Regions from separate parts of the Rattus norvegicus genome. Here region 1 is linked to region 2. The links are chromatin contacts, called in public Hi-C maps. All regions are on one chromosome and are shown on one strand. Each heading gives the region's core, a stretch centred on a gene start, on an enhancer-like site or on the middle of the called end of the contact. The rest is flanking DNA. Distances are from core to core; before and after follow the strand shown.

Region 1 (4,085 bases), core at 1,114-3,613, 74 kb before region 2:
TCTCTTGCTTCTGTCCATCCTCAGCTGCCGGGATATTAGCCATGACTCTTATTTTAACATGGCTCTTGAACTGCAGCACTCACACCATCATTAAAACTGAAGTAGGCCACAAAAGAGGTGATTTGCTTAAATTAAGTCTCTATCTCCCACAGCATGTGCTGTATCTGCTGATGGGCAATGATCAGAGGACAGGGACATTTCAGCTTTGGGAGAGGGAGAGGAGAAAGGAGTTTCATAGAAAGGTACTGAATTGGATCTCCCTTCAGAGAAGTTTTATGAACCCTGGGCAAGCAGACAGGCAACATGACAGAGCGGGTTTCTGAAGAAAGGGCTTCAGTTCTGCCAGGCACAGCCTTCAATCTATTCTGAAAGATTTCTGAGAGAAGGGGAGGTCCTGTACTGCAAGGAAGCAGGCTTAGTTAATCTGCGATCCATGCTATGTTGGGTAACAGGATACATGTAACCTAGACTAGAGGAATCACTTTTAATTGTATGATGATGGGGCTTGGTTAATGTGTGACCTATAATATGTGACCCAACTCGTAGGTGGTAAAAGAGCAGTTGAAGTGTATTTGCTGTGCTCATATAATCTATGATTAAAGTCAGGAAGACATGTATCTTCGTTAGGGTTTTACTGCTCTGAACAAAGTCCATGACCAAGGCAACTCTAAAAAGGACAACATTTAATTGGGCCTGGCTTATAGGTTCAGAGGTTCAGTTCATTATCATCAAGGCGGGAGGATGGCAGCATCCAGGCAGGCATGGTATAGGAGGAGCTGAGAGTTCTACATCTTCATTGGAAGGCTGCTAGGAAATGACTGGATTCCAGGCAGCCTGGAGGAGGATCTTAAATTACATGCCCATAGTGACACACCTACTCTCCATCAAGGCCACACCTCTTAATAGTGCCACTCCCTGGTCCAAGCATAGACCATCACGGTGAGGCTGTTCTACCAGAACAGTCTTCATGTGCTGTGTATAACAAACAAAAAAGCAATCCTTTGGTTTACATAAGCTGAGACTTTCCAGTAAACAAGTCTTTAGTAAATGAAGTTCATGGTAGTGATGAGGTTTACTTTGTTTTTTAAATGAAAACACCATGCAAAATGCTAGTATTTGTCCTTAGGATTGGGTTGTGGCATCGTAAGCCTTTTCCCCACTTTGAATTAGCTTCAAAGAATGGATCCCAGACTTTGAAACAATATATTTAATAAATCTCCAAAAACATCCCAGGAGGCACACTATAGGCATTTACTTCCTTAACCGGCTCTGAGAATAAAGTAATTAACAGTCTTGCATTCTTCCTAGCCCCTTTAATTATGAAGTGAGGCCTAAATATTTCATCATTCCTGCATGATTAGCATGCCAGGACGGACGCGAAGGGACGAGAGAGGTCTCTCGGGAACAGGTACTGAGCCGTTTACATGCACAATAAACATCCCCAGCCACCATGAGCCTGGACATCTGGCAGAAATTTTGTAGTCATGAACATCTGGAATGTAATTTGCTACGTGTAGTAGAAACTGCTTCCCTAAGACCATCTCTACTTTATTCAAAGCAATTTGCAGCCTTATAATCTGTTCACACCCTCCACCCAGAACCTTGGAAATTTCCACAATGCCTCTTGCAGCAACCCTTAGAAAGTCTCGGGTTTGAAAGATAACAAGTGGATGCATCGCAAACAGTTCCCCTCACCTCTTTCATCCCATGGATGAGCTCTGCCTTTATAATTCAAGAGGCCTTAGATGACTGTCCAGCTTCCCTAGTTAATGCTGTCATCTGTTCACAGCCTGTGGACCCCACAGATATAGGCAGGCACAGCAGGAAGCAGAGAGATGACCAAGCAGGGAGTTCACTTGTGTTCTGGGCACAGTGTTCCTTTCCTGAGTACATGTGCTTTTGTGATTACTTTTCTCACAGTTCCTGTGATTGTTGGGCCATTACGAATGGCTGCTATCAATAAATGCCCTAACCTTTCATTTGTGAGGCCCAGACTGCACTTTCAGGAGATAACAATGACTTAGATTTCAGCGCAATGAAAAACATATCCCAAGGCCCGTCTTGGTCAGTCAGGATATTTTAAAAAATGTGCAGTCAGACCTTAGATAAGATAGCATTTCCTTTTCTTTCTTTATTTATTTTCTCCATCCTTGAACACAGGGTTAGGAGGGAGCTATTAGATAATATCAATTCTTGGTTAGTCTAGGATGTGGCTATACTTGCTCTGTAAATGGTGGGGTACCCACAAGATGAGGCTGACATTTACCTCTGGGTGTGCCTTTCACAGTGCTTTCTAAGCTTGGGTTGAGTTTCATGGGTAATAGCAGGCCTCAAGCTCTTCTCAGAATGACTGTCTACCCTTGAAACATCCTGAGAGGAAATGTCAACTGGAACTACTCCGTCAGCATTTCCTACCATTGCCAGGACACATCTCAGTAAATGAAAACTCAGTCAGGACCTTTACGGTCACTTTACATCCCATTTTATTTCTTTCGTCTATTCTCTTTATAGCAAATTTCTCCTTTGGGTTTTATACTTTAGATTTAGCCTCCAAAAGCAGTTATTATTTGTCTAATAATTGAAATATACCTTTATTGCCTGTAAAAAACATGTTCATCCCAGAAAAAAAATACCTTTGTACGAGGACCTTCTGAAATGTAGAAGTTGCATATAGGGAGCATACAGTATGGAAATGGTTTTAGGGGTTGTCCTCAGTCAGAACCAGCTGAACTTCTGCTAATCATTGACCTCAGACAAATGAAACCTAAAGCTGAGGGAGCAAAAGAGGATGTGGAGTGGTCAGCATGGACGTATGCTTTTTCACAAGGAAGCTGGACACAGTGAATCCTTTGGACACAACAAAGGAAGGAAATCAATCTGGGTGTCCGTAACTTGTCACTTATCGTGACAGTGTCTCATCCACGCCTGATCTGGGTATCCTTGTTTGTATCAGGCCATTTCCTTTGATAGTACATTCCTATCTGACACACCATGCCTGGGAAATGACAGTATCCTTCACCCCCACCAGGCAGGCCCAAGATCAAGACGTCATCAGAAGCCTCTGTACTTCCGTTGCTGGGCATGGCGCCTACTGCAAGCTTTGCATTTTTCTCTGTTTACTTCCTGTCTCATTAAGGGAACTCTATAGAGTCCTAAGTTTTGGTTTCAAGATGAATTAACAAAGCTTAGAGAAAAGATAAGAATGAGAGAGAAATATGTTTCATAGCTCAATGCTTAGAATCAGAATTTTTAAAGCCTATAGAACTCACCTGTTCCTTGCCACCAGAAGAATGGAAAAAAGGCCTATGGTATGATTTACACTTTTAGACAATCAAATTGAGTCCTGTCTAGAAAGTGAAATGAGAGAAAAGATGATGCAGAAGGGTTGAAGTAGGAAGTCTGTTTAGGAGATGGCTATACAACAAGAGATGATGGTATCTTAAACTAGGCTCTCAACCCTCCTAATGCTGAGACCCTTTCAGAAAGTTCCTCATGTCGTAGTGACCCCAACAATAAAATTATTTTGTTGCTACTTCATAACTGTAGTTTTGCTACTGTTATGAATCAGCACATATTTATCTGGTATGCAACCCTCAAAGGAGTTGCAACCCAAACGTTGAGACTAGAAGAAAACAATGAGGGTATAGACAAATAGGAAACAGGGCATGCGTTGTGAGAGTGGATGGCATTTGCTAACAGACTAGAAGGGAGGGGTGAGGTGGGAAAACAACAGAAACATGAACAAATTCCAGCCTTTAGTTCACACAGTTGACTGGTTAGTTTTGTTCCATTCGAACAATAGAGTTAAAGTTAGCACAGCTTCCTGAGAGGGAGTGGGACGGAGGATCAGGCAAGTCGGATTTAAATGTCACATTAGAAGTATCTATTCAAAAGTCAGCATAGCAAAGTGTCTGTGTTTAGGCTAGAGTTCAGTGAGAAGATTTAGAAACATTCAGAAAAAATGAAGGCCAAGAATGGATGGGATCGCATAGAACAGTTAAGTCACCTTCAGGCCTCACTATGCCACCGTCACCCAAAAACCTTGAAGAAAAAATTATCATCAGCTCCCACCTCCAAAGCAAACC
Region 2 (4,258 bases), core at 530-3,029:
CGTACGCTAGACACGGCTAAAACCAGATCCTCACTCTGCTAGCCAGTATCGTCATCATGTCCACCACCACAGGCCAGCTTAGTCATCCAAACAGAGAAGGTCTGTGGCTCGTCAGAGAAGCCCCTCCATCTCAAGAGCTCACAGCCAGAGCAAATCAGCAAATGCCAGGGAAAACTGATATGGCCCAGGCAAGTCTAAGACTTCCCTCTGATCCACGGGATGGAAAATTCATATCTGAGAGCTCTGGCTTTACTCTTCCATGACCTCTACTTGCCCAAGAAGTCATTTATCACCTATTCAAAAGTAACAGTTAAGAAGCTCACTACTGCATCTGGAAAAACATGTTAAGTTTAGATAAACTGGAAAGTCCTGAATCTTTTCCAGTAGCATTTGAACCACGGTCCAGGCCAAACTAAAGCCTTCCACCAAGGCATCCTCCACCACACAGCCTCAGAACAATTTCCTAAAACAAATTGATAGCCAGCAACACATTCTCCAGGAGAGTAAAATCATATGCAGAACACTGACATTTACCAAAAATTCACTGGTCTCCTCTGCGTCCTTGTTCACGCTGGAAACAAACAACAGGAATTCTGTCTCCTGTTGCTTCCCCCTTCTGCCACAAATGCATACTATACTTACTCCTAAATAAAAGCAAACAGCTATATATCTGGGCTTCTGCCCAAATTTCAAATCTTCAGGAAAGAATTTCTGACCCATGGTTCTCCCACTCCTAGTCTCCCAGGAAGCATAAATGACTCAAGGCTTCCTTCAGCTACAAATAGAAATAAATCGAATGATTACGTTCCTATCCCAAACAGCATTACCAATCCAAAGGGCCAAGGGGTTGACTGAGCTATGAATGAGAACATGCAGTGTTTAGCTAAAAACTAGAACTTATGAAAATTATGAGCTATTATAACCATACACCACATACTTTACAGACATACAATATCTTCATTAGTGAACATTCATCATCTTCAGTCAGCCTGGCTTGCACAGCACACATGCACCACACACACACACACACACACACACACACACACACACAAACACACACACATATACATATACATACATACACACACACATATGCATACATACATACACATATGCACAAACACACATTCATATGCACACATACACACACACAAATACAAACATACACACACACACACACACACACATAGATAGCAAAAAAAAATTTTCATAAAAACTGCAGCCACTCTAAAAAAGAGCAAAGGTTCCTTATTTTTGTTCTGGTTTTAATGTTATAGTATCTGTAGAGTCTAAGTATTGATGGGGGACATTTAATGTGGACCAGGGCAATTCCAAAATGAAACTCAGGGACCCCCTTTTAAAGCCCCTCTTTCCTTCCTTGTTTTGCTGTAGGTAACTCTCCATCCACTCCTTGACCTTCAGCGACTTGTTCCTCTGTGTCTGTTCTTTTCCCCATCCGTTCACAGGAATGAGAATTCCCACAACAAAGGCACTAATGAAATAAACAGGAAACGCTGTCCAGTCTTCATCCCTCTTCAACCCTTGTCTACAGAGAACAAGTTTTTTTCTACAGAGACACTTTTTTTCTTAACTTTAGAGTAACACTCTTGTACAATCATTTCAAAGTCGGGAGAATAATGAGGAATTCTGTTCTAAGGAATGTCAGCCACAGAAGGCTAAGAAGATGAAAACCACATCAAACTTGGGGTACTCAGGGAAGCACTGAGGCAAGAACCCACAAACACATGCACTTGGCTGCTAAGCCTCGGTCAGTGGCAGGGAGAAACCACACAATAAAAGAGGCATCTGGTGTCGGCTATCGCAAGCCAGTGTGACTTAAGAGTATCCCTTGTTCTTCCTCCAATTCCCTTCTTTGTGCTCAAATCAGCCCCTTCTTTTATTCTTTGTTCCCCTCTGATTTTTTTTCTTTTTTACTTTTTGAGATGCTGTCTTACTATGTAGCCCGAGTTACATGAAGTAGCGCTCTATCTGCATTGGTCTCCCAAATGCTAAAATCACAGCCATGCACCACCACGCCTAGCTTAGCAATCTGTCATTAAATCCCACACTTTTCCTGCCCTAAATATGGGGCTAAGGAGTCTGCCCGCCCTCCTCCTCCAAATGGGTAATTGATGCCTCGGCTCTGTAAGATCGTCCTCCATCATCTCACTATTAAAACCAGCCTTCTGGCTTTCAGCCCTGCTCTTCAAATGGCAGCAGCATCCCCAATGGCGGCCGGACTACAAGCTGAGTGTATTCCATGAAAGTGTCCTGTCCTGTCATTGTCCTCCTTGTGCACGGCCAGAATACCTTTTAATTTACCTAACTCACATTTCAGCACGTAACAGAATCCAGGCAGTCTGACTCCAGAGTCTATGCTGTTAACTGTGCATACTTTCCAAGTAAGCCTCTCCTCTGTTAAAATATACACTAGCCTAATGATTTCAAAGAAGTATTTCCCCATATATCTGTGCTATCCCTTTCTATCTCTGCAGACTATCATAACACAATTAGGGTTTCCCAGGACTCCTTCCTGTCTATTTATTTCCAAACCTCAGTTCCTTCCTTGGAACCTTATTCTTTCTCGGTTACTCACTGATAGTCTATCTCAAAGTCAGACATCACAGAGATTAGGACCAGGAAAACAAAAGAGAAAATTCCCTCGAGGAGACACACTTGGAACGCAGTAAGAAAAACCCTAAGGGTTAAGAAGCACCAGACCTACCTATCTGTTACGGTGCCTGCCTGCAGTCTCAGGATACAGGAAGTGGAGACAGAGCCAGGAGAATTACCACATATTCCAAGCCAGCCTGGGCTGCAGGGGGACCTTGCCTCAGAAAAGGGAACGTGGTTTCTCTTGTCCTGGCAGCATCTCAACTGTATCACAAAGTACATTAACCATACCCCTGCGGCTGACTTGCTTCTTTGACTTAACTAGTTTCAGAGAGCTTTTAACAAAATGTTCTTCTTTTCTCTTCCAGGGCCACTTGCTTTCCTCCCCTCTATCTCTATCAAGTCTTGCTTGGGACACCCCCAGTCACCCTGCAGTCACCACTGCCAGGAGCTGCAGGTCTGGACCACCTGCCGGGCCTACCTGGGCATAGGTCCCACTGCAGACCACTGCATTCCACTTAGTAACGCTGACACAGTTTGGATGGCGGATCAGGTAGTTGTCCATCCTTCCTACATAGGTGTCCTTGTATCCTGTCACAGAGCCATCAATGTCGTGGAAGATGGAGTTCTTATCACCATCCAGCTCACAATCCTCAAACCAGGGGCCAGGCTTTCCAAAGAAGACGTTCAGAGAGACCTGGCGGCAGAGAGGACCAGAAGCATCACAACGGAGCCTGCCATAGAGCCCACGGTACTTTTACAGCTTTCCTGATGAGGCATAGACGTCACACGCCATTGATGTCAACCATGGTAGCCAGTTGATCTGAGTTCTACAAAATGACATGCTTGAGCAAAAACATTTCTAAAGCCTAACTGGGAAGCATTAAACTACAACTTCATCTTTATTCTTTTTTTCCACTTAAATGATAAAGCTGGGGGGAGAGAAAAGTAAAACCAGCCATACTGCTTTGTAAACTATTATTAATTCCACATATAGCTGGGTGTGGAGGTACACGTCTTTAATCCTAGCACTTGTCAGGCATCAGATCTCTGTGAATTCCAGGCCAGCCTGGTCTAGAAACCAAATTCCAGGATGGCCAGGACTTATATACAGAAAAGTCCTGCCTCAAAAAAAATAAAATAAATAAACTCCATGGGTAAGATTCTGTGCATTCCCTGTTTTCGAATTAAAGCTGAACTAAAGAAAAACCTATTCAAATACACCAATAATCATTTTACTTCACCCTGAATCATCCAGGGTGACCTCACTAGAATCTGCTGAAAGCAGGTGCTGTCACATCCCTGATCATAAAACATGCCCGCTTGGTAACATCATGGCAGGCATTTACTGCGAAGCCTTTCCTAAGAGGCCAGGGACGTCGCTCAGTTGGGGGAACTCTGGCCAGAGTATGCTAGACCCTGGTTTGAATTCCTAGCACAGTAGATAAAGATGAAATAAATCCTTCACTAAACACATAGGGTCCAGTTAGAAAGCAGGCGTTCTATTTATAGCTTTTAGCTACTTCCTGTTAGGAGAAAACCATGAACGTTTTTCGAGGCACACAAAAGCACTTATACTCACTCTGTGCGCTCGCCAACCAGGGACGCCTGTGCATCAACAACACATCTAAACGATAAGCACCTC

The links. Hi-C and Micro-C count contacts between places; a contact is called where the count stands out from the background.
Region 1: a Hi-C map of Schwann cells shows a contact between it and region 2, with 2.6 times the contacts expected there. The contact joins two enhancer-like sites. A contact is called at or near these places in 5 of 12 Hi-C or Micro-C datasets (the A7r5 cell line, the Rat2 cell line, Schwann cells and 2 more).

What each region holds. Positions count from the first base shown.
Region 1 is chr1:228,882,954-228,887,038 of GRCr8, reverse strand. No RefSeq gene overlaps it. Among named protein-coding and RNA genes, the nearest start is that of Cemip2, 110 kb to the right of the region's middle. Within about 2 kb of position 2,363, at least 7 of the 93 cell types and tissues checked have an H3K27ac peak or open chromatin away from gene starts, as enhancers often do. A contact at or near this core is called in Schwann cells, where this site is marked.
Region 2 is chr1:228,808,517-228,812,774 of GRCr8, reverse strand. It overlaps Cemip2 (cell migration inducing hyaluronidase 2), which reads right to left. Exons shown (of 22, transcript NM_001107596.1): 15 at 3,095-3,310. Among named protein-coding and RNA genes, the nearest start is that of Cemip2, 38 kb to the right of the region's middle. Within about 2 kb of position 1,779, at least 2 of the 93 cell types and tissues checked have an H3K27ac peak or open chromatin away from gene starts, as enhancers often do. A contact at or near this core is called in Schwann cells, where this site is marked.